4 separate regions of the Mus musculus genome follow, and regions 2, 3 and 4 are each linked to region 1. Evidence: chromatin contacts called from public HiChIP or PLAC-seq and promoter capture Hi-C data. All regions are on one chromosome and are shown on one strand. Each heading gives the region's core, a stretch centred on a gene start, on an enhancer-like site or on the middle of the called end of the contact. The rest is flanking DNA. Distances are from core to core; before and after follow the strand shown.

What was found. Promoter capture Hi-C pulls out the DNA fragments that hold promoters and counts their contacts. HiChIP or PLAC-seq counts read pairs in DNA pulled down with a chosen protein or histone mark.
Region 2: an H3K4me3 HiChIP or PLAC-seq map of craniofacial prominence shows a contact between it and region 1, with 3 times the contacts expected there. The contact joins the enhancer-like site here to the promoter of 5730596B20Rik in region 1. A contact is called at or near these places in 4 of 39 promoter capture datasets (the 3T3-L1 cell line, the C10 cell line and cranial neural crest), 6 of 115 datasets of contacts at active chromatin or transcription factors (astrocytes, bone marrow-derived macrophages, craniofacial prominence and 3 more) and 2 of 9 other capture datasets (adipose tissue and liver).
Region 3: a contact with region 1 is called in an H3K4me3 HiChIP or PLAC-seq map of stem cell-derived neural progenitor cells, with 4 times the contacts expected there. The contact joins the promoter of Nfe2l3 here to the promoter of 5730596B20Rik in region 1. A contact is called at or near these places in 4 of 39 promoter capture datasets (hematopoietic stem and progenitor cells, liver, pre-B cells and 1 more), 1 of 115 datasets of contacts at active chromatin or transcription factors (stem cell-derived neural progenitor cells) and 1 of 9 other capture datasets (embryonic stem cells).
Region 4: a contact with region 1 is called in a promoter capture Hi-C map of embryonic stem cells, with 2.8 times the contacts expected there. The contact joins the enhancer-like site here to the promoter of 5730596B20Rik in region 1. A contact is called at or near these places in 4 of 39 promoter capture datasets (the C10 cell line, cranial neural crest and embryonic stem cells) and 2 of 115 datasets of contacts at active chromatin or transcription factors (astrocytes and pancreatic cancer cells).

Annotation. Positions count from the first base shown.
Region 1 is chr6:52,173,339-52,181,072 of GRCm38.p6, reverse strand. It overlaps 5730596B20Rik (RIKEN cDNA 5730596B20 gene), which reads right to left and starts at 3,918. Exons shown (of 1, transcript NR_163848.1): 1 at 222-3,918. The region is part of intron 3 of Hoxa3 (homeobox A3); the gene reads left to right. LOC115490409 (a long non-coding RNA gene) reads right to left here and starts at 5,894. Exons shown (of 2, transcript NR_168044.1): 1 at 5,778-5,894. Gm15050 (predicted gene 15050) reads right to left here. Exons shown (of 2, transcript NR_152256.1): 2 at 7,014-7,437.
Region 2 is chr6:51,381,375-51,389,108 of GRCm38.p6, reverse strand. The region is part of intron 1 of Gm6559 (predicted gene 6559); the gene reads right to left. Among named protein-coding and RNA genes, the nearest start is that of Gm6559, 5.5 kb to the right of the region's middle. Within about 2 kb of position 4,923, at least 50 of the 459 cell types and tissues checked have an H3K27ac peak or open chromatin away from gene starts, as enhancers often do. A contact at or near this core is called in bone marrow-derived macrophages and craniofacial prominence, where this site is marked.
Region 3 is chr6:51,427,872-51,435,605 of GRCm38.p6, reverse strand. It overlaps Nfe2l3 (nuclear factor, erythroid derived 2, like 3), which reads right to left and starts at 2,937. Exons shown (of 4, transcript NM_010903.2): 1 at 2,193-2,937. The coding sequence starts at 2,699.
Region 4 is chr6:52,819,540-52,827,273 of GRCm38.p6, reverse strand. The region is part of intron 2 of Jazf1 (JAZF zinc finger 1); the gene reads left to right. Among named protein-coding and RNA genes, the nearest start is that of Gm52904, 25 kb to the right of the region's middle. Within about 2 kb of position 4,358, at least 8 of the 459 cell types and tissues checked have an H3K27ac peak or open chromatin away from gene starts, as enhancers often do. A contact at or near this core is called in embryonic stem cells, where this site is marked.

The DNA.
Region 1 (7,734 bases), core at 2,669-5,168:
GGGAGGACAGTTTATTTGTTTTAGCCAGGTTCTACTAAGCAGAACTGGTTCAGGTCAGTTTCAGCTGGTAGATGAGGGGTTGTCTTAGGGGTGAGTGTACAGGACAGTCTGAGGGGAGGGTCTCAGGCTGACTGGGCTAGCACAGGAGACTCTGGTGGCCTTCAGCGCTTCCCCCTGTTCCAGAGGCAATTAGATAATTTCCTCTTACATTTTTCATCTTTGGAGGCATATACTTTCATGTATCACTCAGCTATGCACGGAGGAAATGCATAAGTATGGGTTTGGCTAGGGCATTAGGTCTCTTCAGATTTGGCAAAATCCTGACCCACAACTCTATAGCGGAGCACCACTTTCCTAGTAGGCTGCCTCCGAACAAAACCAACTGGACTTGGAGCAGAGACTTGAACATTTTGTCAGGTAATTACAAGCCTTTGGTTTCATCAGTGGCTGTGGTGTATAGCGTGGGTGTTAGCAAACTCCATACAATTGCAGGCCATAAAGAAGTCTGCTGACTGATCCAGTGACTAGCCAGTCATTTCTAGGCTTGCGTCTTGTCTTTTGATATGCTAGTCTGTGGGTCCGAGAAGCCCGGAGGGGGTGGCGACCGGGCATGCTGAATTCAATTTGTCTGTAAAGGGGAGGCCATAGGGAAAGTTAAGTGAACACGAAGAAGACAGACAGCATTGCTGTTTCCCTGTGTTTGGAGTGTGTGTAAAGAAATGTACGTAGGAGACAAGCGCCTTTGTGTGGTATGTATGTGTGTGGGGTGCCCCCCTCATGCTCTTGCTGGTGAGATAGAACTCCAACCCTGGACTGGTTACAGTCCCTACTTTTCTCTCGCAAATCTAAATGTTCTGCTTGGAAACCTGGTTCCTTCAGTGATTCCCTATTTCAAATAAAAGGATTTAAGTTGACGTCTGACCACGTGAGCACACGATGCTGCACATTATTGTGGTATTGGGAGCGGAGACCCAGGCAGGCTTCGTTGGCGATTACATTTCTAGGTTCTTTTTAGAGCGAAAGCTTCCCCCCCCAACCCCCCACGCACCCACCTCCTCCTTCTCCATCTCCTTCCCCTTCTCCGGAGCGAGCGAGTGCTCTTCCAGCGGTTTGCAGTTTTCAGTTCTCATGGAGCAGTTCTGGGCAAGCTAGCCGATGGGACTCTCGGCCACACCAGGAGGATGGGATTTATTTTAAGGTATTTCCTCTGATTGTTCATACCTAGGGTGAGTTATGGCTGTGGGAGACAGAGGTCAGGCAAGGAGACCCTGGATCATGCACAGGACCCTCACCCTCCCTCTGTCTTCCTTTGTTTCTGTTTTAGAACTGAAAGCATTTGAAAGATTCCCAGTAGCTCCTCAGACTCTGAGTTTAATTCCCTGGAAAGTATTGTGGGATGTAAAGAAGAGGGCACTTGGGGGCTACAAGATGGGCCTAGTAGTCTCTAGTTTTGGGGTTGCTTTGTCCCACTGCAACCTGAAGGGCTGAAGTCCCAGGAGCTAAGCTCCAGACGGAGGTAGGGTTCTCTCAGGCAGCAGAGGTGGCTGGAAGCTCTGGTTAGGAGAGGTGGCCAGCAAGAAGCTAGAAGGGCCAGACCTTATGACAAAGGTGTGGGCCAGTAGCTGAGAAAGGGGGTCTCTCTCCATTTGGCCAGTGTTTGCTGAGCAGGGTGAAGGGTTAGGGCTGACCTGAGCAGCCTGAGCAAATGTAAGAGGAAAATCAATGAGGAGAATGTGCAGACACACTGCCATTTTACTGATGATGCTTCCAGCCACTTTGTTCAGTGCTGGGTTGGGGGGGGGGGGAGGCAGAGTTCCCAATGCCGGACCCAGTGAGTCCAACCTGGAGGGCATGCCATTGTTTCCAGAGCAATAGCTGCCTGGGAGGGATGGAGAGAGAGAAGCCTGGGGTGCTGGGGAGCATGCCAGCTGCCCGGAGGTCTGGTCGGTGTGATTTGCAGAAGGGGGTCTGGGGCTTAGTTTGAGCTCCCACCAGTGTTTTTGGGTTGGGTGCTTTCTGTACACCCTAAGCCAGCCTGGAGAGTTAAAGAACTGGCCTATGTGCCCAAGATTGGAGGGAATTCTGTAGCTGTAGTCCTTAGCAAGCAGAGACAACATTTCTCTGGCTTTATATCCCCTGAAAGGGAGCTATTGCCTGTATGGAGGGAGATTAGTTAAACTGCTCCGCTCCAAAATATTGGCCAGGCTGGGGCTAATTGGGCTTTGGGGACCTTCTGCTCCTGGGAAGAGTGAAAGTCTTTGGAAAGGTGAAAGAAATTAGTCTTTACTTTGCTCCTTGAAGCAGATAAAGAGATCCCTGTGAGGAGTTAGGAATCAAATTTGCCTTCTTTAGTTAAAAAAAAATATTCATATTCCTTTATTTAAAAAATTCAAACCAGGCTTCTCCGACTTGAGTGAGATTTACTTCCCCAGGCAGGGTGGATTCTGCCCTCCCTCGTGCAGACCTCGGTGGTAACTGTGCTTAACTGAGGCTGTTTGAGTGCTCTAAAACACCCCTTGGAAATAAAATGTAAGCTTTAATTGCTGTTCAATTACTTGTCAGCATTTCATATGATTTATGACCCAGTTCTGGTGCATTTTTGACCCAGTTAAAGACTCATAAATAATATAGTTTCACTAGAAAGAAGGAGAAATGGAGTAAAGGTTTGTTAGAGGCATCTTTTTATTGTGGCTTCAGTGCCGACAAGAGAATAAATATCTAACAACAGACTCTCCAGCCTGGTTCTGTATAAAAAGCATGCACAGTAAGAAGCCAATAACTGCTTTCATAGAGCACAGTTGGCTTTTTCTCTCCCCTCCCAGGAAAGAGCTAAAGCCACCCAGGTTATGGCCAAACGATTAGCTATTAGAAAGACTGGTCCCCTGGACTCTCAAAGTTCCATCCTCATCTTCATAGGCCAGCATATTTCCTCAATACCTTCCCTCCCCATCTTTGGATTTTAACGATACTTCTTGCCAAAAGTTACTCCTCACCTTCCTCCCTGGCTTGCACAGAGAGTCTTGGAGCGGTGAGCCCCCTCAGAGATGGGCAGGACACCCCTTGAATGGCAGAAAGGTTCCATCAGGCACCCCGTTGCTACAAGTACTCTTCTGTGCCTTAGAAAACGCTTCTTCTGGTCACTCTGGAAATCACGGGACTTAGAAAAGATGGGGAAGCCCACGGATGCTGAGCAAAGAAAAGCTTGGTGGTTTGGGAGAGGCTGTGGAACTGCGGGATTCGCCTGGAAAGCGGCAGTGAGCAATTTCTAGAAATGGATATCAAATAGCAGCGAATCTTCGATCACAACCCAGTAACAAGCCAACAAAACCTTGCTATTATAAATTATTAATTTTAACAATCTCGCCTATGCTTGCTTCAAAGCCAGCCTTTTGGATTTCAGATGAGCCGCGGGTACCCGCAATCTATGTGCCAGGACGCCAGACCCGCTTATTGAAATCAGAGCTCTATTTTGCCGGCTGGGACCCACCGCCCAGAGCCACCTAGGTGCTAGTCGAGGGCGCACGGAGCTGAGCTCTCCCGCGGCTCCTGCACTTCCTTCGGTCCGGCCTGGTCTTGGCACTCGGGCTGCTTGATTTGGTGGTGCAAGAAAGGTATGCGTTGCATACGCCCTAGCCCTTTGCTCCAACGCTCTCAGCCCCCTTGGCTCAGACAGTCCACTCCTAGGTCTGGTTCTCACGGCCTTCCCTGCAGCTGGCTTAGCTGAGAAGGCGGTGAGAGTCGCGTCAGCAGTTTGGAGGAGAAAGTGCGGGTTGATTATTGACCCACGCCTTCTTTCTTCAAATGCCACATCCGACCCTGAGGGTTTGAAGAGAAAAAGCGGCCGAGCGGATTTTGCGGCCGGCTCTCACCTCCTACACGTCCCGGGCTCTTCCCTTTCAAGTTGCGCCGCTGCAATCTGCCATAAGGAGCAAGTGTTTGCTGTTTTGTGCTCTGTTTACAGCTTTGGGGAGCCGAGTCATAAATCTTGCCCAGCCATAAATGACAAAAACCATTGGTATGCATGAGGCCACCCTGGCCCGGAGTGCTTTTTTGATTTCTCCCTTTCCCCCCTGGCTTTGTTTTTGCTCTAAGGTGACACTTTGGCTCCCTGACAGTTTAAACATACTACTTATATTTTTAACACCTTCCTTTGAGAGGGACCCTCGTTGACGCCTCGGAATTGCACGAAAGCTCCTTTTCTCTCTTCTCCGCCCCCCCCCCCCCCCGTGCTTTGGAGGAGTTTGTTTCTGAAGCTGGGAAGCTGAACGGGGCATTGGGAACGACCCCATCCTCTTTAACGTTGTGGCATATTACCAAGCAAATGTAGGCTTTTCCTCAACCAAGCAAAAGGAAGGCCATTCAACTAATTAGAGGGTGAAATATCCCGGATGTCCATTTGTGTTGGTTCCTTAGCTATCTTCCTCATGGACTACCTGCTTCCGTGCCCGCCGGTACTGTGCAATGGGTACACAAGAGGTGGAGACTTAAGTTTCTGAATATCTTTGTGTGTGCCTGAGCCCACAAAGGTTCATTTTACTGTAGGGACAGTTGTCCATCTCCCTGGGATACTTCCTTCCGTTAAGCCTAGAAATTTAACCAAAGGCAGTTGAATTGCATTTGGGAGGTGTCTGGAAATAGGCCCTACACCACAGGGACTGGCTTTAGGGTGTCTGTATTGGGAGCGGCAGGTGAAGAAAACTGCCCAAAGTCAGGGCAACTCATTTCTTCTTCTCTTCTTTCCCCACCCCCCACCCCATGAAAATGTCCATGGCAGGGAATTGCGTGGTTTCTCAGACAGATTCTTAAAAAATAGAACCCCACAAGAGAGCCCCTTTGTGAAAGCCGTTTGTCCTCATTAGCATAATTTTCCTGGACTTTAGTGACGCCTAGGAAGGAGAGGGAGGGCGTGGGGTGGGGGAGGCCGCCCTCCTCCCGCTGCCGCGGAGCTCGCTCTGCTCCTGTTCCTCCCCTCGCCTCAGCCCCATCCCCCCACGCCGGCGCTTCCCTAGCCGCTCTGCTCTCCCCTCCCGCCCGCCCCGGCACCCCTTACCGCACCCCCCGACCGACCCCTGCTCGGCGCAGTATTCATAAGAAACATACCCAAGTCGGTGCCACTAGCCCCGCGGAGCCCGGCCGCGCCAGCGCTTATCTGGGGCCGCGGCCGCGGGTAGGGCGGGGGCGGGCGTGGGGGAGGGGAGGGGAGGGGAGGGGGTCCAGCCGCCCCAGTCCGCCGGGGGCCAGCCGCCGGAGCAGCCAGCGGTCCGGCTCTCCGCCGAGTCCCGGCCTTGGGGTCTCCCGCCCGCACGCCCGCACGCCCGCACGCCCGCACGCCCGCCCGCACGCCGGCTCGGCGGATGCTGAGGGTCGGTGGCATCCCGCGCCGAGGGGACCCGGGGCCGCAGCCTGAGCCCGAGCCCGCGGCGGCCGTCAGAAGTTAAGGTAAGCGGGGCCACTACCGGCCGCTCTCAGCGTTGAATGGTGGAGTGTATGTCTCAGTGATTTATGGCTGCAGACTTAAATCTCGGTTCAAGAAGAGTTCACAAGCCGGAGCTTCCTCGCCGGCAGTGACTGATACCCTCACACTTCAGTTCAGGCCGCGCTCCCATCCCCGCCCCCACTCTCCCCTCTTCCCTAGCCCAGCATCAACTTTTCTGGGTTGGTGAGAGATAGAGAGAGGAGTGGAGTGGGAACCGGGGCTTCTATCTCGACGTCCCCTTTCAAACTCGGGTGAGGGGAGGAGAGGGAGCAGAGACTGAAGGTGTCGAATTTGGGCATACCTTGTGGTGTAGAGACAACAGGGCTTCTTGCATCCTGTTCTCAGTTCAGCCTCCTCAACTCGCTTCAGCTCTTGCACCTGGAGGTTATTGTCCAGGAACAGAGCGTCGGGAAGGAATCTCCCTCCACCCTCAGCCCTTGCTTAGGGGGACAAAGCAAAGTTTCCTGGCTGGCAAATCTCCAACTTATTTACTAGATTGAAACTTTGGGGGCTGGAGGGGGCGGGTTGTGTGGACTCCAAGGTGATTGCGGACCTCAAACAATGGGATCTCTGAGCTGAATTCATATTTTAAGTTTGTGGACGCTGCCCTAGGCACTTTGATTTTTAAAGATATTTTTTGTTATTTTTACAAGACCATGTACAGTACAATGGAAAAAGGCTTAAGCAAGCTGTATGCTGGTATAGCCTGTGCTAATGGCTCAGAAAGTCACTAGAAATACCGCATGCTCAAAATCAACTTCATTTTGTTTACCTAATATTTTGCTGTTCAAATGTCTAGAGTAATTTTCTTAACCCGACGTTTACCTTAATTAAGCTTGGTACCTCAAAAATTTATAATGACAGACATTAATGCTGCCAAATGTAATGGGAACTGTTTTCAGTGTAAGAACTAGAAAAGTAGACATTAAGTTGTAATTCACTCTTAAATTTTATTTTACCCTTTATTTACTTTTCATGCTGTTATCTGTAACTTCCTAGATATTTCCAAAAGGGAAACAACACTCAGGCTTCATGACCATACACAATAATTCTGGATAAGTGTTGCTGTAATTTTTATTGAGGTTCTGGAAAGTTAATTGTGCCTGTTTTCCAGATGTTGATCAGATTGTTGGTTTAATGATGAAATCTAAGGGGGTTCATTATTAAGAACAAAATTGTAATCGCCCATTGGTGGATGCTTGATACACACACACACACACACACACACACACACACACACACACACACATATTCCTGGTTGACAGCTGGTACTTCTAGAAAAGTTGGATAACTCTGGGATTGAATGGCCATAGTTAGGGCTTTGAAATGTTAAACATTATCTACATAGATTTATTGTTATAGCTTTTTTAATGGTCAGAGGGACTAGCATTCTGAATGTGTGTCTGGGTGTGAACATGTAAGACTTCCAAGGAACTTTTCTTGCTGAGAATTAGAAATTTACCATGCAGAAGTTGAAAACCAGGAGAACACAGATTTCATTTCTATAAAGTATTTTTTAAATAAGAGACTTTTAGGGTTTTTTAAAAAGATGTTTTTCTTTACTTAGTATTTCTGAAGCAGGAAAATGGACCAAATAACAAATATGACCAACAAAAGTATACAAAGATCAGGGAAGTCTGGCAGGAGTTTATGGTTTGTGCTTCCATGCCTCCTCTGGAGCCAAATGACCCCCATACATCAAATTACATAGCAGTTTCTAAGACAGAACCTATTATCGTTAAGTTGGAAGGAGAGTTCAAGCCGTGGTCATGGAGATGAACGCCGGTTTTTCAGGTTCCTGGTGGGTTGTTTTTTTTCTCTAATCCATCATGTTTTAACAGGTAGGATTTTGATAGTTGCCCAGAATAGCAGCACCTCAGAAAATCCAAGGCAGGAGACTTCAAGACAGGGAACCTCCTATAACTTTGAAAAAGAGGTTGGAGTGGCTTGTTTCAAATTGCCTGAAAAACAGGATGGGAGAAAATGTATAGAAAGTTACAAGATTTGAGTTGTGACTTGAGGGTGGAGTTGGGAAGACCCCCCCCCCCCCACACACACACACAGTGAGAGAGAGAGAGAGAGAGAGAGAGAGAGAGAGAGAGAGAGAGAGAGAGAGAAACTTCTTCAAAAGTTTTCTCTTCCACACTCTTCTTGACCTTATAGGGTTCATTTGGAGGCGGTTGGTCCTCTTCCCTGAACTAGAACAGGCTAACTGTCTAACAAACTCAGCTTCCAAACTCCATCATGATCCGATAGGG
Region 2 (7,734 bases), core at 3,674-6,173, 790 kb after region 1:
TGATAGCCCAGCCCACTATGAAAGGGGCTGCTTGGCCCCTCCTCGCTCTCTCATTAAGCCTTCACCTTTCTTACTCTTTAGCCCTCCTTCTCTCTCTCTCGTCCCCCCTCTCTCCATATGGCCATGGCCAGTCTCCCTCTTTCTACCTTCTCTCTTTCTCCCTGCCTTTCTACAATAAAGCTCTAAAACCATAGATTGTCTCTGCTCATCAAGGCCGGCTGTGTTTGAATGATGGGATAGGTTTTCCCTAACGAGCAGCGTGTGGAAGGCCTTCCTGCACCCCAGCCACGGTCCAAGGACCTTCACCTGCATGGAAACCACCCAGTGCCCCTCTCCCCCTGCCCTCTCCTCCCTTCTGCCCCAGGACTGACCAAGCGGTCCCCGGGGACCCCATTCTGTTCTCAGCTCTTCCATAGTGTCCAGAGGTGTCTGGGATGCCCAAGGCTGAGAACCTGGTACCTAGAACTGCCCCTTGTCCGCCACCCTCCAAGCTGGGGTCTGTGGCTTCCCACAGCCAGACACCCACTCGGGGCCGCATGAAAATGTGGCAGTCCTTCTGCATCTGCCCACCCAGAGCACCGAAACTCTGGTGGGATGCATGTTTTCTCTTACTCCCTTTATTCTCCTTTTATTCCCCCATGCCCTCTGCCCTGCAACCAACTGAGGACCAGTTGTTCAAATACCTGAGCCTGGAGTGGGGTGGGGTGGGGGCATTTCTCACTCAAACCACAACATAAACCAGAAATTATAAAAGTCAGAGAAGTTTTACATTCGAAGTTGCTTACCTGGTGATCTTAAACTCTGAACCATGTTTTCACACCTGTGATTAAAACAACTGAAATACTATGTGACACAGGAACAATCATGGATATTTCTTAGAGAAATTGGCTGATAGAAATGGGCACACACAGTATGAATCCACTTAAATCTAGTTGAAAACCAGGCACATGACTAGTCTACCGTCAGAAGTCAGTATAGGCTTTCTCTTGGTTTCATATAGTTATGTTTTGTTTTATTCTAGATGTGTATTTAGTTACCGTTCTATTGCTGTGATAAAAGGCCATGACCAAAGCCACTTAACAAAAAACAGCAGTAGGGGGCTGGAGAGATGGCTCAGCAGTTAAGAACACTGACTGCTCTTCCAGAAGACCTGAGTTCAATCCCAGCAACCACATGGTGGCTCAGAGCCATCTGTAATGGGATCCAATGCTCTCATTCGGCATGTCTGAAGACAGATAGTGTACTTACATAAATAAAATAAATAAATCTTAAAACAAACAAACAAACAAAACAAAACCAAAAGATAGCAGTAAATTTGGGGCTTACAGTTTCTGGAGTGAGAGTCCATGAACCTCAGGGCAGGGAGCAGTGACAGTGACAGGCACGGGGCTGGAGCAGTAGTGAGAGTGACAGAGAACAGGCACGGGGCTGGAGCAGTAGTGAGAGTGACAGTGACAGGCACGGGGCTGGAGCAGTAGTGAGAGCTTACTGCTGTTAAACCAGAATCCCATGGGCTTTGGAAATCTCAGATAAAGTCCACCCTCAGTGACTTACCTGCTCCAACAAGGCCACACCTCCTTATCCTTCCAAAATAGTTCCACAACTGGGGTCAAGTATTTACATTTATGAGTCTATGGGGGCCATTCTTGTCCAGTCCACAGTTTAATTATAATTTGTTCACTTTTCTATGAATATATTAGACTTTGTTACATCTCTCAAAAATAGCATGCATATTAGATTTTGTGTATGTGTGCTTGTTTGTGTCCATGTAGATATATGTATATGTACACATATGTGTGGTGGTCAGAGGATAACCTCCATTGTAATTCCTTAGGTGATACCTAGCTTTAAAATGTTATATATATATATATATATATATATATAGAGAGAGAGAGAGAGAGAGAGAGAAAACATCAGTCCATGGTATGTGACCCAGGGCACATCTGAACTCAGATTGTCAGGTGTGGTGGCAAGTGCTCCAATCTACAGAGCCGGTTTTTGCCAACCCATTTGTTGTTGTTGTTGTTGTTTTTAATTGAGACACAACCTTACTGATCTGGAACTCACTTAAGACTGGGTTGATTGGCCGTCGAGCCCCAGGGATCTGCTTGTGTCTGACCTCCAGCATTGGGGTTTTAGAGTCTGCTGAGCTTGGCTTACTCTTGCTTGCTTGCTTGCTTGCTTGCTTTCATGCAAGTTCTGGGACAGAACTCAGGGTGTTCAAGCTTATATAGCAAGCACTTTACCAACTGAGTTGTCTTCATAAGCTTCTTACGCTTAATCCCATTTTCCAAATGAAGAAATGGAGGCCTAAGTATTTGCACAATGTGTTGCAGGCCAACAATCGGAAACAATGACCAGGTCCTAGTAGGCTGCTTGGTCCTCAGAAGGATTCTTGGAAGGGAAGATTTCACAGCTCTCCCTCTGGGTCTCCAACCTCTTCTCTCTTTGGCCATGAGCTGGGTTTCTATGGAGAAACTTGTTCTTTCCCTAGAGAGCCAGGTGGTCCTCCATGCCTAGAGTTTAGCTGGGAGATGCCTGGAGTGGTTCTCTGTTTTAACACTTCACAGATCTGCTGTGCGTGCTGTGGGTGACCTCCCTAGCACCTTTTACCAGCTGGAACTTTCTTACAGGCTCCAGAAAGGGGCAGCAGGGGAGGTGAGTATTCACCTTAGAGCTAAAAGTAGGGAGGTTATGGCATGATACCACTGATGGACACACTTTCCAGTGAAAGGCTCTATCCTCGGTCAGCACAGCTGACTCTACACATCCAACATGGCTGGGGATCCTTCTGGTCATGTATTAGGGCACTGTAAGCCAGAATGTGGGTGGGAGGATATTCAAGAGAATGACCCCAAAAGCAGTGTCCTCTGGAATACAAGAGAAAACGATTCCCAGGCCCCCCCTCCCACCCACAGAGGAAGAAAGTCCTAAGTCTCCAGCAGCCTTCCGCTGGGAAAAGTCTAAAGCTCTGCCTTTTTTTTTTTTAAAGATTTATTTATTTTATGTATATGAGTACACTGTAGTTGTGAGCCTTCCTGTGATTGTTAGGAATTGAATTTAGGACCTCTGCTCTCTCTGGTCAGCCCTGCTCATTTATTATTATAAATAAGTACACTGAAGCTGTCTTCAGACGCATTCATTACGGATGGTTGTGAGCCATCACGTGGCTGCTGGGATTTGAACTCAGGACCTTTGGAAGAGCAGTTGGTACCCTTACGCACTGAGCTATCTCTCTAGCCCCTGGCTTCCTTTCAAGATGCATGTTTTCAACAGCATTTGCTTTGATCGATTGGATTAGAATCTTAAGTGGAATTTTGAGTGTCTTCAGATAATATTTTGAGTTCTTAGGGCAGGGGTTTTTAGTTTGGGGCACTACTGTATCAGAGATCCTGAATGAGCAGGTTTCCCAGAAGAGCTGGGCCGGAGGAAAAGCCAGCCTGGGCTATGTAGAGAGACCCCTGTCTTAAACAAACAAGCTAATGAAGTAATGTCCCAGCAAGCTTGGACCTACTTGGGTGTAAGGAATGCCATTTCCCTAGGCCCATATGGATATGCTGAAAACTGGGTCTAAATAAACATATATTATCATATGGGGTGGGGCGGCTCAGCAAATAGTACTGACTCTTTTCTGGATTTTTAAGTTTGGAGTTCTAGAGGAGCAGATATGACGGGAAAGGCCAGGATCTCTGTTTCACACAGTGGGTTCTTTAAATGTAAGCTCAGTCCATCACAAGCTTAAATGCTGTCTTCGGTATCTTTCCCACCCCTAGGACTTCCAGAAGGAGACGTTTGACCTCTGCTCAGGACGGGCTTTCTGAGTTCTTCACAGAAGGGGTCCATTCATCCTGTGCACCAGATGGCAGACTTCATCTCTGGAATTCATCTGCTTTCTAGGCTCATGTTGCCAATTCATGAACGTGACTTACAAGGAGGGTTAGAGATAGGCTTAGCGTTGGTTTTGCTTTGTTCTGTTCTGTTCATTTTATTCGAATGTTTTATTGTGATAAAAAATACATAACATGGACTAGAGAGATGGTATAGCCATTAAAAGCTAGGCTCTCAGCCGGGCGTGGTGGCGTACCCCTTTAATCCCAGCACTCGGGAGGCAGAGGCAGGCAAATTTCTGAGTTCGAGGCCAGCCTGGTCTACAGAGTGAGTTCCAGGATAGCCAGGGCTACACAGAGAAACCCTGTCTTGAAAAAAAAAAACAAACAAACAAACAAAACCAAAACCAAACACAAACAAACCCAAAAGCTAGGCTCTCACAACCAACTCTTTAAAATGCAGATACCATAAAATTTATCATTTTAACCATTTTAGTGCACAGTTTAGTGGTGTTAAAGGCACCCCACGTTCAATACCAATAACTCTTTTTATATTTTTTTCCTGATCTTTTTACTAGATATATTCTTTATTTACGTTTCAAATGTTATTCCCATTCCTGGTTTCCCCTCTGAGAACCTGCTATCCCCTCCCCCGTCTCCCTGCTCACCAGCCCACCCCCTCCCGCTTCCTGGCCCTGGCATTCCCTTGTATTGGGGCATAGAACCTTCACAGGACCAACGGCTTCTCCTCCTATTGATGACCGACAAGGCCATCCTCTGCTACATATGCGGCTGGAGCCAACTCTTTTTATCTTATAAAACGAAAACTCAACTTCCTCATCTCAGCCCCTGCAGCTACCAGTGTGAGCTTGGTTTTATATGGTTCCCTGGAAATTACAATATGACATGTCAATACAGTTTTTTTTTTTTTTTTTTTTTAGGGAATACGGGCATAATTTCACTATATTTCTCCACTTAAAAAATTGAGGAAGGAATTTCTTTGTCTCGGACCAAATTAAAGTCCCTCGGGGACAAGCTTGAGAGCGGGTTGGTCGTCTTTAACTGCACGCGGAGCGTCGGAGCAACTTGGCCAAGAACAAAGAGCCCTGTTCACGTAGGCAAAACAGCGACACCTGCTGATCGATCGCAGAATTACTTTTCAGACAGATTGCTGAGGGTTTTTTTTTTTTTTTTTTTTTTCCTGTCTCACTGTGTACTGGCTTCTATTTGGAAAAGCTGTTGTCTAATCATAGACTATGAATGTTATTTGTTCGAGTCAACTCTGGGATTAGGCACACGGTAGCCAGGCAGGTGCTGGTGCTCTCTCAGGTCTGGTTCACAGCAGGTGGGCGGGCATGTGTGAGCTGCTTGTCCTGACCTGGAGCTTCACCAGCTTCTCTGTGACTGCCAGCTTCTCTCCTTCCACTCTGTAGGGAAAATGTCTCTACCGATCCCTGACCCTGTTCACACTAACCCCCTTTCATAATGTCTTAGAAAAAAAGAGAGACTTTCGTTGCAACCTCACTCCTTAAGTGGCCTAGGAAGGAAGAACGTGCGAATCTTTCTCTTTGATTGCCCTGCCTTTAATTAAATTACACCTGCACGTTCTATATATGCACACACACTGTGACTTACATATATGATCCTTAAGGAGAGGCCCAGGATATATTTAAATCCTAATCTTACCTGATATGTCCCTAGCACGTTCCCAGCCTCATGTGTTTTTGTTACTCAAGCTTGCTGACAGAGGGAAACCTCCTGAGCTCCTGCTATGGTGGGTATGAAACACTCCCTCTCCCAAGTGGTTTCCAAGTCGGGTTGGGTTGTGAACTCTGCCACCCTCTTTTCCCTTCCCCAATTGAATCAGAATTTCTGGAGTTAGGACTCAGGAACCTGGATGCGTGATAAGCACCCAGGTGATTCCTCTGCTGCATTGCCAAGGATAACCTTGAACTCTGTGTGTGTGTGTGTGTGTGTGTGTGTGTGTGTGTGTGTGTGTGTGTATGAGAGAGAGAGAGAGAGAGAGAGAGAGAGAGCACAAGCGAGAGAAACAGAGAGAGAGAGGGAGAGAGAGAGAGAGAGAGAGAGAGAGAGCATGCTTACAGCAAGTGGAGGTTGAAGGACAGATGGAAATTGATGCTGGTCCTTACATTCTTCTTGTTCCACAGAGGGTCTCTTTGCTGGCTTCTGTTGGGTGAGCTGGACTGGCTGATTGATTCTTGGCTTCCCCTCCTGCCACAGATGAGTGCTACTGCTCTGAGCTTCAGGTGGCTTCTGGGGTTTGGATTCAATTCCTCCCTGGCAGACACTTTACCCACGGAGCACCCACTTTCCCACCCCCCGACCTTGAACTTCTGCTCCTCCTGCCTCCACTTCCGGAGCGTGGGGATTGGATACCTGCGTGCCTTTTCTCGTGGTGCTGGAATTGCAGACCAAGGCTTTGAGCATGACAAATCACCAGTCTCTTGAATCATAGCTTGAGCTATGCTGAGACTTGGGGTATATGCAAAGACACATACACAAATATGTCCCGGAAACAATTGTATGTTTTGACCGCTGATACTTTGTCTTCTATCTCATCAAAAGACTTTCGGTGCAGCCCGGGCCTAGAGTCTTTGGCAAGAGTCTGCCGTGGCGGCTTCTGCTATGCCTGTCACTGTGCACACATTCCGTGTGCAGCCATAGCTTTCCTTCTTTCTTTCCTGCTTGGCCACTCCATATGTCACCGCTGGTGACATTACATCTAAAACTTTTCAGACGGAGTCACACAGCTACTCCCTGAACAGGAAGTCACTTTCAGATCACCTAAGGCAAAGTGGGGGGTCTCGACCCAGTGCAGGTAAACTGCACAGTGAATTCCAGGCTAACCTGAGTCACATGAGGCTCTGTCTCAAGAAACCCCAGAATATTTTAAAATGAAAGTTTCTGTCTTTGGTGCTTATTAGCTTATAATTGACAGAATATTGGGAGAATGGGTAAAGCAGGTCCGCCACAAGGCTTAGCCATCTGAGTGGATGCTGATTGGATGGATTGTGAACATCAGCTGTTACCTGTCACCTGACTGGAGAGCCTCAGGGAGTCCCTTTCTCATATTTAAAAAAAAAATGGAATTAAACATTCTTTTAAATTTAATTTTTATTTACGTATGCATGGGAGTGTCTGTGTGTGCAGTTGTTGCATGAGTGTGGGTGCCTGCAGAGGCCAGAACATAGTGTTGGATTCCCTGGATTTATAGGCAGTTGCAAGCCACCTAACGTGGGTGCTGTGAACCAACCTTGGGATCTCGTCAAGAGCAGCAAGTGCTCCTAACCGCTGAGCCATCTCTCCAGCCTTTGCTCTCCTATCTTGACCCAGCGCTTGCCATTATGACATTAGCCATTCTCAGAGTCTGGCTGAAAACAGGGAACCAAACTACCTTTGTTAGGGGTTGAACCCCTTCATTTCAGCTCCTGGGTAATCCTTCCGTCCCTCACGGGCTCTAATCTCTGTTCCTTCAATGTTTGTTCCCTAACCTAATCCCTCTGAACTTCTCAGCTGACACTAATGAGTGTCTTAAGAAACTGGAAATTCTTGAATGCACAGGCGGTTCTGGGCGGTTCTGCCCCCCCCCCCTTTGACTTCCGGCAGGGGTTCTGGCTACGGCAGGAAGAGCTGTCAGCTCCTGTGGCCTGGCCTTTCCTTAACTGGTCAGATTTAATTGTGAGTCGCATCAGCTCTCTGACCTTACTCTTTGCTGGTCGCGTGGTTATAAGGTGGGTTCCTTTGACTTTGGTAGATCATGGCAAAGAGGTAGAAGTTAGAAGAGGATACAAACTGAAGATTTTTGGCAGCGGCGGCCATACAGAATCAGGTTACTTTCTAGATCCTTATCTGAGATGATGGTTGTGTTCTAATTTGGAATGGGGCC
Region 3 (7,734 bases), core at 1,688-4,187, 740 kb after region 1:
GAGGGGGAAGGGGAAACCTCAAGAGTTCAAGATCATCCTCGGCTCCATAGCAAGTTCAAGACCAACATTCTATTACAAAACACCCATCACCACCACCACCACCACAACAAACCCCAATTGAACATACCACAAACAAATTCTGCACCAGAAAGCAGTTGTCTTGGGGCAAGGAGCCAGGCTGAATAAGAAGCTAATTCACTCCATCGCAGACGCACTCTAATGGGGAGAGCTTGAGCGCAACCCATGCATGGTACTTAATTAATATACCAGTCTGGGAGACTGAAGATCCAGTTCTCAGTCCACTTCCGCCATTAACTATTGCATATCTTCAGCCGAGTTTCCTGACCTCTTTGGGTATTGTTTCCTCAAGAACAGACAGACAGACAGACAGACAGACAGACAGACAGACAGACAAGTACAGGGCATTTCCACCATGGCGCTGGAAAGGCCTCAGCAACTGATCAGCTTGACTGAAAAGAAACAACCCCCACACGGTTACCCTGGCCTTGCAGAAGCACCTGCAGCCCAGCCTGGGAAGGCACTGTCAAGAGAGTTGCTGGGGGTCTGGTGGAAGACTGGAGGGCATGGGACCACCGTGGCTTTGTTCTCTCCTCCTCGAAGAAAGACAGACTCCAGGTCGTCCTTGTGAGAACCATTGACACAGAGGGTAAGAAGGGAGAGGGAGGAGCTGCCGGACGCCTGGGTTCAGATTCTGCCCACCATAACTAGCTGGTTCTGGTACCTTGCACAAGTTTTTAAACCCGTGTTTCAGTTCCCAGGCCATCAGAGCTGCCTCCAAAACCAGCCCACCAGTCTAGATAGGTATCAACCAGGCAATGGTAGGAAGGAAGCCTTCAGAGAGAAAATCTTCTATTCCCTTCAAAGGTCTGTACACTTAGCAAGCTGGATGACATTTGGCTGTGAGACTGGTGTGGCACCACCTCGTACAGAATCCACCCAGGGTTTCAAAGTCACACTTTGCAGGACCAGAAAAGGTGTGGAGGTAGCAGGTACTCTCCTAAAATGAGAGATGCCTCTCCTCGGGTGACACCCTTCCCTCTTGGGAGTTCAGATCCATAGACTGGAAGAGGGAGTGGCTTCCTGTTAGTTCTAAACCATCAGGGGCCTATCACCGCTAGCACTAACCCCCACCCTATTAGCTCCCTTCCCAGAGAGGAGGAAGGGATCAGAACAGCCTAACAATGAATCACTAGCACCTCTCGCAATGACCCCTCCAAGAAAGGGTGGAGGAGCCCGTCAGACAACTGCCTACACAAACGGTGATTTTGAACAGCCGCAAACAAACCAGTTTAGTTCCAATTCCCATTTTGCACAAGACTGCTTTTCACAAAAACAACCTCCTACAAACACTTGTGGATTGACATCAGTTAACCTCAAGCACTGGGCCTAAAAGGGAGCCAGTTCCCCCCCCCCCCCACCCGCACCCCCTGGGAGACAGGAGCGCTTTAGTTGCCAGGTCTTTCCTGAGGTTTTCGCCCACAGATCTTGCAGAACTGTTTAGAAACAAAAAGTTCAGCTGCAGGGGAGCACCGGCAACCAAAGGGAACTTACTACGTGTCATGTTTATGTCAATTATGGATTTCACACGTCCCATTAGGGAGTATTCTCAGGCAAGGGTGGGATGGTAGATCACAGAGAGACCACCTGCACTGAACACCGAGCCTACTTAGTCCAGGAGCACAACAACACATCCACAAACGTTTAAACTCAGGGCAAGGATCGTGTCTCGGCTTAGGTGCGTGGTTCTTCAGAGAGATGCACATCTTCTCAGGGGCTGAGGCCTCCTTCATATTCTCTACTCCGGTACAGGTTCCCCATCAAGGCATCTTAATGCATTCGGGGTACGATTAAAGGCCACGTCCAGACAGCACCATTCCCTCTAGCTTCCCCATTACCAAAATACCCTCCACAGCCATCAAACACAAGGAAGGGTGGTCTCTGCACGCAATGGATTTCATACACTTTCCCTAAAAGCAAATCCCCAGAACTCACCCTCTTCATTCAAAAGGAGGCGGGGCACATTTGTCCCGCAACCTGTAACTACCTAGAGTAGGGAGAAAAGAGAGCCCGGGTGTGACCCTGCCTAGTCATCGGGACCCTAGAGCTCGGGGCCAGTTCTTTCTGCCCTGGAGGGCGTAGACGTGCTTCTCGCTTGCGTTTTTTTAGGTTACCTGGCTCCCGCATCCGCCTGCATCTGGCACCTGCGCCGTCGGTTCGGCCGCCTTCTCCTCCTCTTCCTCAGCGGCCAGAGGGCTGCTATGAGCCGCTCGGGGGTCCCCGCCGCCCGCGGATGCTGACTGGCCGCCGTCTCCCACGGCCGACGAGGCGGCGGTGCCGAGCAGCCCGTGGGCCCCGTCTGCGTTCCCAGTCGCCACGCTGTGCACTAGCCACGCGTCCACGCGGGTGCGGGGAATGAAGGGGACCCCGAGCGCGCGCACTTCGTGCAGCAGCCGGCCTTTGGCAGGTAGCAGGGGGGTGCGTTCCCAGCCTTCCGAAGCCGAGAAGGGGTTAGAAGCCGAGGCGGGGCGGGTGGGGCAGAGTGGGAGCAGCTCTTCCCAAAGTGCGGCGGCCGGCGGCGGCAGGAAGAGGTCCAGGTCCACACGGAGCCCTACCAAGCTCAACAGAATCGTGAGTTGCAGGAGGCCGCCGCCCGCCCACCAAGGCTTCGGGAGCTTCATCTCCCACGGTGCGCCGGGGATGCCTGTGTCCACCCGGCTTGGCACTACAGCCGCCCCTGTGGCACCAGCCGAAAAGACAATGGACCAGGGCGTACAAGGGGCCGTTGCAGCCTCACCCCAGCCAGGCACAAAGGCGCTCCCTCGGCTGCCCACACAGTGCCTGGCGCGGCCGGGGACCCAGAGAGGCGGAGGAGACACCTGCAACACCCAGCTCTCAGAACCCGCCCCATTGCCTGGCAACGCCCACAGTTAAGTCCCGCCCCCTTCAAACTTCGCCCCGCCCCGAGCCGCAGGCACAGCCCCTGGGACACACTCATATCTGTTCTGGGCTCCAGGCCTCTTTATAGGAGGAGTTTCAAAGCATTTTGGAATGGAAGCAGATTTAAAGCTCCCAGATGCCCCTGGCAGCCCTGTGGTAGTGACCTGGACCACTCTAGCTGAAAAAACCTATGGGTGGGAGTGGAGGAAAGTTGGAGAAGTTGGGAGGAGACAAGGATGTTTAAACTAGGGAGAAAGTAGCCAGTTTTGAGCACTAAGCACAAGTGGTCACAGGTGGGCAACTACTGGCCAGCACGGAGGGTAAGAGGAGTAGACCCTAAATTCAGATTGCACCCCCATCACCAGACAGCGAGGGTTTCTTAATAATCAGTGTTTCTGTTTCCTTGTCGGCAAAACAAGGAGAATAGTACCCCAAATAGGGATTCAGGGAGATCAGATGAAATCTACGAAAGTCAGGAATCGATACAGATTCCAAGCCTCCTTTTCAGTGAAAGAATATTATATAGACACATGCACATATCTACACCTTTACAGAGTCTTCACTATTCCCTAGACATACTTTGCAAATTGTTAGTCTTCTCTCATGGCATTTTTGCTTCATACCTGAGGGCTGAGAATACCAGCTCTACAGGACTTGTGTGTGTTCAAATCCACCAGCCCCAACACTGCTTTCTAGGTTGAACTTAGGCAAAATTTCACTTTATGTGTCTTTCCGGAGATTCGGGCAAACCATCAAGCACAGGCAGGAAGTACTCTATTATCTGTGGGTTGTTGCCCCCTCATCTTCTAAGGGGTAGCCCCCTAAAGCTCCATCCTCTGAATATTCAGCATATGGGATTAATCTCTCTCCCATCTGTTCTCCCACAGAGCTTTCCCCAGCTGCCAGCATTGCAGCACTTGGCCTATTCTACTTTGTGGTTTACAGAGGCCGAGGGTTAGTATGACTTGACTCTTGTAAACTCTTGAGGGCCAGGAACCTGTTTGGCTCACCTTTGTACCTACACAGTACCCAACATGGGCTTTGCAAGTGGAGATTTTACCAAGCCCTCCTGGTTCCCCCTGGGGAACCTAGCCCCACTTAGGGTTTGTCAACTTAGAAAATTTGTAAGATGCTCTCCCTTCTTCCTCCTTTCCTCTCCCTCCCTCCCTCCTTCCCTCTCTCCTCCTTCCCTTCCTTCTCTCCCTTCCTCCCTTTCTCCTTTCTTCCTTCTCTCCTTTCCTCTCTCTCTCTTTCCCTCCCTCCCTCTCTTTCTTCCTGGAGGTCTCTCCCTCCCTTTTCCCCTCCCTCTTTCCATTCCTCTCTCTTCTTCCCTCCTTCTCTCCTTTCCTCCCTCCCTCTTTCCCTTCCTCCTTTTCTCTCTCCCCAGGGGCTATCTAGTATGACAAATCTTGTCCAGCAAAAGTAGAAGCAAAGATTTTTGTTTTTAGGAGTTGCTAGGGATAGACTGCCCAGAGCTACAGACATATCCAGTCCTTGGTTTTCTGAGACAATGTCTCAATGTGTATTCCTGGCTGGACTCATATGTTCCAACCCCCTGCCTCCCTAGTATGAGAATGACAAGAAGTGTACTGCCATGCCAGGCAGAAGGTGTTTCTGCTTTAAGTCTTGAGTGATTGGGAATGAGGGTGCGTTTATGGGGATGGGGGTGATACTGGGATGATCTTGGCTCAGTAAATGTCTGCCACATTCAGCTTTTTATAGACTGATTTTCTCCCTCGTGTGCTGTTGGAGATTGCGAAGAATATGAGATGGGACGCCTGAGCTCAGTAGCTTGGAGCTCGTTAGGGGCGTAAGATGCTCTCCCTTCTTCCTCCTTTCCTCTCCCTCCCTCCCTCCTTCCCTCTCTCCTCCTTCCCCTCCTTCTCTCCCTTCCTCCCTTTATATAAATCTGTGAAATTCTTAGAAACAAGGATGGCACTTGAGTTCTAAAACACTGTGATGTAAGTGACTTATGGGTTTCTCTAGTACATGCTGTGAACCAAATAAGAATATAGATGAGCCATCAGTCATGGTAGCAACTTTCAGAACCTTATACATAGTTGGTGCCCCCAAAATGTTTCATTTCCCCCATGGTTGGGATGTAGCTCAGTTGGTAGAGTGCCTGACAAGCATGCACAAACCCGGGTTTGACAGATGGCAAGGGTTGGTTTCCTCCTTACCGTAATAGCTCCCAGGGATTGAACTCAGGCTAGCAGCTTTGGTGGCAAGTGTCTTTCCCCAGTGAGCCATATTCACAGCCCAAGTCCTGGAGTTCCTTCCCAGCAGCACATAAACTGGACAGATGTATGTGGTGGTTGCTGTCCACCTACAACCCCGGGAGCTCGGATGAAAAAGCAGAAGGATCAGGCAAGAGTTCAAACACAGACAGGGTTACGTAAGCCTTTGTCTAAGAAAGACTAAATTAATTAATTAATTAATTAATTAATTAATTAATTAGTTAAAAGGGTAGATACCACCAGGCAGTGGTGGCACACACCTTTAGTCCCAGCACTCAGGAAGCAGAGGCAGACAGATTGATTTTTGAGGCCAGTCTGGTCTACAGAGTAAGTTCCAGGACAGGCAAGGTTATACAAAGAAACCCTGTCTCAAGCTCCCTCCCTTGGAGGGGTGGGGTTGGGGGAAGGGTAGCTGGCCTGGAACTCAGTATGTAGGCTAGGCTAGCCTGGAATTTAGTGAGATGCAGATCCATCTACCTCTGCCGCTGGGCAGGGCTGCGATTAAAGTGTGTGCTACTACATTTGGCAAGCAGGGCATTTTTTTTTTTTTTTTTTTTTTGGTGTTTTTGAGACAGGGTTTCTCTGTGTAGTCCTGGCTGTCCTGGAACTCACTTTGTAGACCAGGCTGGCCTCGAACTCAGAAATCCGCCTGCCTCTGCCTCCCAAGTGCTGGGATTAAAGGCGTGGGCCACCACGCCCGGCTAAGCAGGGCATTTTTAAAAGTCACTTGTATTTATAAAATCCTTAAATCAATGTGTGGCTCCCTCTTTCTCCCTGGAGGCTGGTGGCCAACAGCCTGAGGGGAGAGAGGAAGCAGAAGCAGAGAACAGGGTTCGGAGTGGGGAGGGCCCTGAGTACGGACTGAATGACCTCCAGGAGACCCGAGACCACATCAGCGAGATGAGTCTACTTTAGGGGTACAGGTGGGAAGGGCTTATCGGGCATGGCATCAAGCGAGCAGTCAGGGCTGATTGGTTATAGTACAACACCTAAGTATCATGTGGTGGGAAGCCAGAGAAGACATGTGTGCTCAGTTATGCAGCCCGGCAGAGAGCTCTGTACAAAGTCACTTTTCAGACGAGGCCAGCCACCTGTGTTCAGGGACATTCTCCAGACAAAGACAGGCAGAGACAGGGAAGCCCCGCTGAGAAAGGGAGCCCTCCGTTTTTGTGCGGAACTCAGAAAGCCATCTGGTCGTGGGGGACTGCTACCTTAATAGCAAGGTTCTCCTACATCAGCGCTACTCAATGGGTCTGAAACTTTCTGATCCAGAGGAAGTAAGTGCGTCCCCTTGGTTTCCTTAGGAGATCAGTTCCAAGGCCTTCCCTTTGGCGTACAAAGGCTATCTGGCTTTATAATTCCTAATGCAACGCAAATTCATGTAAAGAACTGTTCTACTTTATTGTTCATACTCTAAGGATGGAGAAAAAAATCTGTACAAGTTCAGTGCTGACAATTCTTTCAAATACTTTCACTCTGTGGTCTGTTGAACCAGCAGGTTCCAATAGAGAAGGTTGGTAATGATGGAATTGAGAGTGATCTCTCGCTGGGCGTGGTGGTGCATGCCTTTAATCCCAGCACTCAGGAGGCAGAGGCAGGTGGATTTGTGAGTTCGAGGCCAGCCTGGTCTACAAAGTGAGTTCCAGGACAGCCAAGGCTATAGAGAGAAGCCCTGTCTCGAACAACAACAACAACAACAACAACAAAAGAGAGTGATCTCTCTTCTGAGGGCTCTGTTCAGCTTCTCAGCCCACCTTGCACACACATGGTCACTCTGTTGTTCCACAGTGCTCCTGAGGAGGGGTAATCAATAACATTTCAAATAGCCTATAATGTTCCAGGGGTGGGGTGGGCTGGGGGATGGATCTGCTTTGATCTACAACTCAATAAGATGTCACTTATTCTTGGAACTAGGTTTTGCTTGGTAGCTCATGCAATCTAGTTGAGGTACCCTGCTCCCACTGTATGGTCACTTCATTTAAATTTGTTTTATATATTTTAGGAAGCTTCTAGAATAGTAGGTTTCCAAATGAATTTTCAAATGGCCTTTCTGTTATATTTTTCCATGTTCCCTCCTTTACACTGCCCTCCCATCCACCTCCCCATGTAATCCTTTTAACTCTAGTTTCCCCTTTGTCCCCTATTAACACTGCATGCTATTTCCTCTTCCTTTGAAGATTCCTCCTCCCCTCCTTTATGAGATACCTAACCTGTGCATATTCTAAATGAAACACGCATGTTTAAAACTTAAAAGCTAGCATGTAGCGGGAAATATTTAAAAAATGAACCCACCAACTTTCCGTGCTTCTGCTTCTCCCAACTGGCCATCTCTCTGGCCCCACAGGGCCACATTCCTGCTCTAGTACCAGCACCAGCGGGCCACAACACTATGTTCTTGCTGGGTCCTGCTGGCTTAGTCCCACATTCCAATAACCAAATGGATCCGCCATCTTCGAGGTTTGATGACATAATTCCCAGTGATCCAATAAAAACGAGACTCAATGCGTATAGTTAACTAATCAGATTTATATATCAATAA
Region 4 (7,734 bases), core at 3,109-5,608, 650 kb before region 1:
ACTGAATTCCTGCCATCAGTGATTGAGCAGTAAGTATTTTATCCAGTGAACCATCTCCTCCGCCCCAGAGTTTCTTACTTATCTAGTGGTTTGTGGGCATTTTGAGATGAAGTTTCAGCTCCTTATTGCACCAAGCCTGCCACTGACCAAGCCCTGAGCCCACACTGACATTTTCCATACCCCATGTACTTCAGCCAGGCTGGAAGACAGCCATCCCTGCTGAGCTTTGCTTCTGTTTGTTCTCGCTTGCTACTCTTGGGGTTGTAAACCAGTGTCCCTGTGTGCCTAGGTAGCCTTATGTCCTCTTCCTTCATCCTCCCAAATGATGAGGCCACAGACCATGCCACCATTCCCAGCCATGAAAGAAAATAAATTTTTGTGCAAAACAGCTGAACAAACACATGAATAAATCATGTGATTTCATTACAAAAGTAAGTTTTTGGGATTAGGGACACGGCTTTGTGGGTAAGATTACTTGCTCTGAGAGCACGAGGACCTGAGTTCAAATCCCAGCACCCTTGTAAAAACCCCAGTGTGGCTGCGCATGCCAGCAACCCCAGCAGAGGAGGAAAGGCAGAGGAGGAGCAGCAAACAAGGCAGGTCCAGGTAAAGACCAAGCAAGGCAGGAGCCGAGGAGAGGAAACGCCGGCAGTCACTCTGGTCTCCACGTGAGCACAGGCATGTGCTATTGAACACATGAGCCCTACTGAGCTTGCACCACACACTACACAACACACACAGGAAAAATGGAAAAATGTATTTTTTATTTTTATATTTGTGCCCCAAATAGTCGTCAAAAACACAGCAAATAAAAGGTGTGTTACCTTTAAAAAAATTTAAAGCTATCTCTGAAATCATTTGGACGGCTTGCCTTCCTCTGAAGAAGCAGGGGTATTGCCTAAGACTCGGCCTTAGCCCTCTCCCACCTTTCCATGCTAGCCCTCCATGTTTCCTCCTCTAGGGTGTGACTGCTCACCCCTTGTACACACCCTTGGAGTCTCACTGTCACTTGAGTCTCAGCACTTCCAAACAAAATTCTCCTTAGCAGCAAAAACAGCACAGTGGAGGGGACACCTTGTGCCAGAAAGAGATCTCTGTTTCAGTGGTCTTCACACAGGTCCCGCTGCCAACCGTGCTGTGGGAATTTAAACAGACTGTTAGGAGAGAGCTTGCCAAGTGTGCGCAAAAGGTTTGATCCCCAGCACCACCACGTAAGCTAGGCGTGGTGGCATATTCTACTAACCTCAGATGGGAAGTGGGAGCAGGAGAATGAGAAATTCTGACCATCCTTGTCTACTTATAGATGGTAAGATTGAGATCTGTCTGACAGCATGAAACCCTGTCTCGGGAGCAAAGCACCTAGCACAGAATGTTCTCAAAATCTAGATGTGGGGCTGCAGGGATGGCTTCGTGTTGAGAGTACTTGCCAAGCTAGCACAGGACTTAAGTTCAGTTCCCAGCAGCCAGGCTGGTGACTCAGAACCCCTGTGACTCAGCATCTCCTTGGGCACTCATGAGCTCATGGTAAACTCCAGATCCTCTCTTCTTTCCGTGTTGTGAACATTGATGACTCAGTCTGGCCATGTTTACGATGAGTCAGCTTGCACATTGCAGAGATGGTATAAGAAAAGGGTAGATTTAGACTGCTGCCTTCGGGCTTGACATACCAGGAATGTTCTGAGCTATTCCCCTGCAGCAGGGTCAGTATGAGAAGGCTTTTCCAGCCCAACAAAGGTTTACTGGACTCCTCAGAATTATTTTAGTTAGGGTATTTTGTCTTGTTTCCCCGCCATGACAAGAGTGGGGAAATCGCTCTGAGGCTGACCTTGTCGGGAATACTGAATGATGTCCTCCTTGAAAACTATCCCTGACTTCAGTAGACATTTAGAGGTTGATTGGAGCAAGCAGCTTGCTTTCCTTGGGAAAACAGGATGGAGAGGCTCCAGGTCACCAGCCGTGGCCTGCATGTTGTGTGCCAAGGTACCCAGGAGCTTGTGTCACTCCATGGGAAGTCCTGGGGCTGGCTCATTCCTGCCCTGAACCAGCCATGGGTCTTTAAAGGAGGTGGCATGCTTTTAAATTCTGGCTGCTATCCATTAAAGCTTTAATTAGCACTAATTAGGAATCTGGGGTAATCAGCTTGGCCTGAAATGGAAGCCTGTGTATGCTGGGAAGAAAGGCTTTGCTAAATAAACCAGCAGGATGAACAGTATTATGGGGTGAATGCTTTTCTGGGGAGCAGCTGATGGTAAGGATTAGTGCTTGCCCTGGGCATGCAAATGAGGGCTGCTGGCTACAAACAGCAGAAGAGCTGGAGGCCCCACCACACAACACTTCATTAACAGTTAAGTACAGTGACATTTTTTTAAAGTTTAAATACCCTGCTCTTTTTCTTCCAAATAACCTATAAATTCCCTCATTTATGGAGCTGTGTATGGGGTGAAGGATGTGGGTTAAGGTAGCTGGGAGATCTTGTGAAATACAAACTCATTTCAAAGGATTACTACACAGTGGCTTTGGGACATTTCTTTTTGCTCCTCAGCTTAGAGAACAGCAAAAGTACCAGCACACAATGCAGAGTAGCCTCCCATCTGCGCCGCCGCCGCAGAGCCTCCATTCCTGGAAGGGCTGGATCCAACCTTCCAGCGGAAGGAGGCCTCGGTATAACCGTGCTGCATCCATCTAGCAGTGCCCAGCCTTGGCATCCACCTAGCAGTGTCCAGCCTTAGCATCCACCTAGCAGTGCCCAGCCTTAGCATCCACCTAGCAGTGCCCAGCCTTAGCATCCACCTAGCAGTGCCCAGCCTTGGCATCCACCTAGCAGTGCCCAGCCTTGGCATCCACCTAGCAGTGCCCAGCCTTGGCATCCACCTAGCAGTGCCCAGCCTTGGCATCCACCTAGCAGTGCCCAGCCTTGGCATCCACCTAGCAGTGCCCAGCCTTGGCATCCACCTAGCAGTGCCCAGCCTTGGCATCTACCTAGCAGTGCCCAGCCTTGGCATCCACCTAGCAGTGCTCAGCCTTGGCATCCACCTAGCAGTGCCCAGCCTTGGCATCCACCTAGCAGTGCCCAGCCTTGGCATCCACCTAGCAGTGCCCAGCCTTAGCATCCACCTAGCAGTGCCCAGCCTTAGCAAGCACTGAAAGCCTCCTAGCTACTGTCTGCCCCGTCAGTTGTACTACAAAACTAGATTTTAGAGGCTGTATCAAAACTCTCTTCTCCCTTGACTCATTTTCCCATTTTGTAGTTTTAAAGCACTATGTGAAGACAAGATTAAAAAAAAATCTGTGACTTACCAATAATCACTATAAAAAATGGGAGGAAGTCAGTGAAAAAGACAGCAAATGTCCAGACGCATCACACTAGTGTTTTGTGCGTTTTAAAAACGTATCTTTATTAAAATGCTTAAACTGTCACAATTACCAACTACCTTACACTCTGCACGGCAGCACACATGGGCAGTCTCCTTTGCCAAGGATTTCTGCACTCACAAGCTCCCCATCAGCAAGAGGAAGAGACAAGAACAGTCACAGATCTTCTAACATTTTTCTTAAGATTATTCATGTGTGTGCTTTCTGAATAGCTGAATAAACACAGTCATAAAGGGGCGGCCTCCTGGAAAACAGAGCACTAAGGCAAAACGCGCATTTGTAAAAGCCTGGAAGACCTAATTGGCTTTTATTAGCAATTCTGGGGTGGCACGGCAACCCATTCTGCAGACAACAGTTGGTCTGGTGGTATGAGGAGGTTGCCTGTGGGCAGAAAAGGGCTTCAAAGGGCAAGGGCGACTTCAAAGCAGATTGGTGCAAAGTTACTTCCCTTCCAGGGTTAAGCAGAGGGACTCTCTCATCAAGAGGTTCAAGAAAAACCACTTTTAATTGGTTAGTAAGTCTCCTATTTTATGAAAGACTGACCGGTTAAAGGTTCAGTTGGATTAGTGTCACCGAGCAGGAGCGGCTGCGCTCTGAGTTGTTCTGGTCTGCCAGAGCCTAATGCACGAGCTCAGCCTGAGCCAATGGCCTCCCATGAATGTGATTTAATGCTCTTTAGAGCAATTCAACTGAACTCTTTCAATAAAAACGGGAAAAATCCTTTGGAAAAATATCAGCCCCCGAGGCCTGTGAAACTTGAAATCTGTACCTCTCAGATGCCCAGGCACATACATTATATGAAGGGATAGCCCACTGTATGGAGTCTATTTTGCTCCCAAAATAGTCACTGTCTAAGTGGATAAATCGCTTTAACAAAACATCTCATTGCATCTGGAGAGCTTGCTATACTTCTAGAGGACCTGAGTTAAATTCCTACCACCCACATACGGCATCCTATAACTACAGCTCTCAAGGATCTAACATCCACTTCCAGGCTTTGTGGATTTGCAATTTGCACATATATAGCATTCACTCACACAGCATGAACACTTCTGTAATGGAAAGTAAAGAAAAATGGAGCCTTCTAACTGCAAATATAGCTACATACCACAGCCCTTCTCTGGACTGTGTGGGAGTTGGCTCACCAGATGGCTGTTAGACTTAAAAGTACCTTCTTTTAATTTGGGGTGAAGGTCAGAGAGGACCAATATCCATGGAAATGCCATGCCCAGAGACTCTCGGATGAGAATTCCTAAGTAGGCCAAGTACTTCCCCTGCGTTCACCTTCTAAGGTCATGGCAACAGCTTCTGTGAGATCTTAGGATCATGTCTGCTTTGTAATAAGGGGCCCAAGTCCAGAAAGAGTAAACGGTTTTCCAAACCTCAGAGGACCAAGCAAATCAAGTTAGGGCCATGCATGCAGATTCCCAGTGTCTCAGTGAGTAGGCAGTGCTGTGTGTATACTGCACAGACACTGCAGCCAAAACTCCAAGAGGTCCTGGAGCCAATTTCTTTTCTCCCATCTTTAAATTTCTTCCAACCAGGTGTTACTGGTACATGCCCTTAATGTCCTCTGCACTTGGGAGGCAGAGGCAGGAGGATCTCTGATTTAGAGTCCAGCCTGGTCTACAGAGAGTTACAGGGCAGCCAGGGCTCACAAAGGAACCCTGTCTTGAAAAGGCCAAAAAATAAAAATAAAATAAACTTCCAGTTTATGGAAAGAATTATACCTCATCTTATTAGCAGGATTATGCTAATTTAATTTGCTTTCAGAAAAGACAAAACAGGAAAACTGGAAGAGCCATTTGTAGTTTTATACCACAAAATCTCATAAACAGCAGCTCTTTGTTTTGTCCATTTGTTTTTACATGGACGTGAAATTAACAATGAAACCCATGTGTAAGATCGGCTCTTACTGTTCCCTGTTCAGAGAAAGCTGGAGGGAGGGGAGGGTAGCAGGGAGTTTCCAGGTCTGCCTTCTAAGCCCAGGGCTGTGCAGGGGGAGCCCTTAGGACTTCTTTATTCTTAACATCAACAATGAAAAAGACCATGGTTTAATTTATTTGGAGCTAAAGAGTAATTGCTTCACTGATAGTATATGTTGACCTGTGACTTGTAAGGCTTGTTACTGGACCCTAAGTGAGTCAGGACTTTGACTGTGGTAAAACTGACCATATACTTCACAGGGCTGAAGAAAATCCCCACATTTGTTGAGAAAATACATGGCAGCGGAGAGAGGAGTCCTGCTTGTGACAACCGCTGCCTAACGTTGATGCATGGATTTCACTTAAGTGATTAAATCAAGGGCGAGATAGTGCTGTTTTAAGAGTTAAGAGAAACAGGGAGCAGGGAGGGAGGGAAGAGGGAGGGGATCGTCCATCCTAAGTATTGTCCACAGAGCAGCCTCTGGTCTCTGGATGGTGCTACCTCGAAGGTCTTGTAGCCTGTGTGTTTCCTGAACAGCTCATGGCCAAGGATCAGGGTCGTCTTGCAACCTCTGCCTCCTGGGCTGCCTGCTTACCCTCCTCCCGATTCCCAGAAGAAGCTGCTGTTCTGGGTCTGTGTGTGTTTTGTTTGTCATCTATCCTTTTGGCCAGCACATAACGGTCAGTCCCACCCAAATGTAAGCGTTCACTCTGCTCAACCTGAAGCAACTGAGAAGCTTTAAAGATTGATTTGTTTATTTATTAATTATGTGTACGTGTGTGGGGTAGACTGTGTGCACATGTGAATTCAAGTGTTTATCAAAGTACCCCGGACATTGTGAGCTGCCCAGTGTGGGGGGTGCCGGGAATTGAATACAGGTGTTCTGCAAGAGGAGCGCATGCTCTTCACTGCTCAGCTGTCCGTCCGCCCATCCACCCGTCCGTCTGTCCGTCCGCCCGTCTGTCCAAAACTGAAGTTTTAACAATGATAGAAAGCTAGATTGGATATATTTAGTAAGCAGGTATTTATTATACTTTTTATCTATAAAATAGTTATCAATAATATATTTTATAAATTATGTTACAATGTATATATGATATATTATTGAATAATCAAAGCTATTTTATATTATACCTTCTCTACATCAGAAAACTTTTCCTGTATTGTTGTTGTCTGAATAAAGAAGAACAAGAAGGAATTGTGTTAGAAAAGATTATTCCTGAGGTTGGAAAGCTAGCTCAGTGGTGTGAGGCTGGCATGGAATAAATGAGTCCTGGCTTTGTTTCTCAGTACCACAAAGAGAGAGTATGAGAGTGGGGGTGGGGGAAGCAGAAAGGAGGAGAATGGGTGTCCAGACAGAAATCTGTCTTTTCCTCCTCCCTCCCCCCCACTCTCCTTTTCTTTTCTTCTTTTCCTTCTGCCTTACCAGCAGAGTTGGCTGGAAGATCTGACAGGACATAGGCGTGCTTTCATTGTCATTTAGTTTATACCAATTTTCTTGGAGCCACTCAACGCTCTTTCCACCCAGGCCAGACAGAAACTCTGTAAAGAAAGAATGCCTCTCCGTGTAGGAAGCCTGTTGGTATTATTATGGTATGTGATGAAAGCTGGTCCCTCCCAAAGGATGCCCACAGTGGATGTGAGGGCTGGGTAACACATAACACATGCATGCACATTCACACACACACACACACACACACACCCTGTGGGATGGCAGGATTCCGAAGTGAAGCAGCTTTCTCTTGCTGCTGCTTCCTCAGTTTGTTATTTTGTTGTTGTTGCTGTTGTTGTTGTTAACATTTTAGTGGCAGCATGCTTCTAAAATTTTTACTATTTTTAAAAATTACCTGTACATGTGTGTGGACTTCTGCACAGTGCACGCAGTGCCCAAGAAGTCCAGAGGAGGACGTCAGATCCCTGAAGCAGGACTCCCAGGCATTGTGAGCAGCCTGAAATCAACATGCACTCCTGACCACTGAGCCCGCTCTCCAGCCCAAATGGCAGCATCTAAAGGCTCCTAGTCCAGGTGATACTGCAGAAGTTTTATAAAGCTTGCCAGTCTCCCAGGAGCTCCAGATCAAGTGAAGAAGGACTCTGGGGTGAAAGTACATAGGATTATCCAGAGCACTTCTAGACCGCTCTGAAATTGGCTTCACGTAGGTATTCACGCTTTCTCTCTACTGAAATGACTTTTCACAAGAAAAGACCACTCTGCTCGTGAGGGGCTGTGACAGATGCTAATCCCACTTGCTGATCCCTTCATGTTTGACTGGTCAGTCCTGTTAACCACTGTGCTATCCACTCTTGGCTCTACCAGCAAATGTGAATCAGGATGGCATTGTCACGTGGAGGCCTGCAGTGGCTGGCTCTCTCACACTGAGACCACTCGTCTTCCCACGCTGATACGCACCTGTTGCTCCCCCTAGCTTCCCAGAA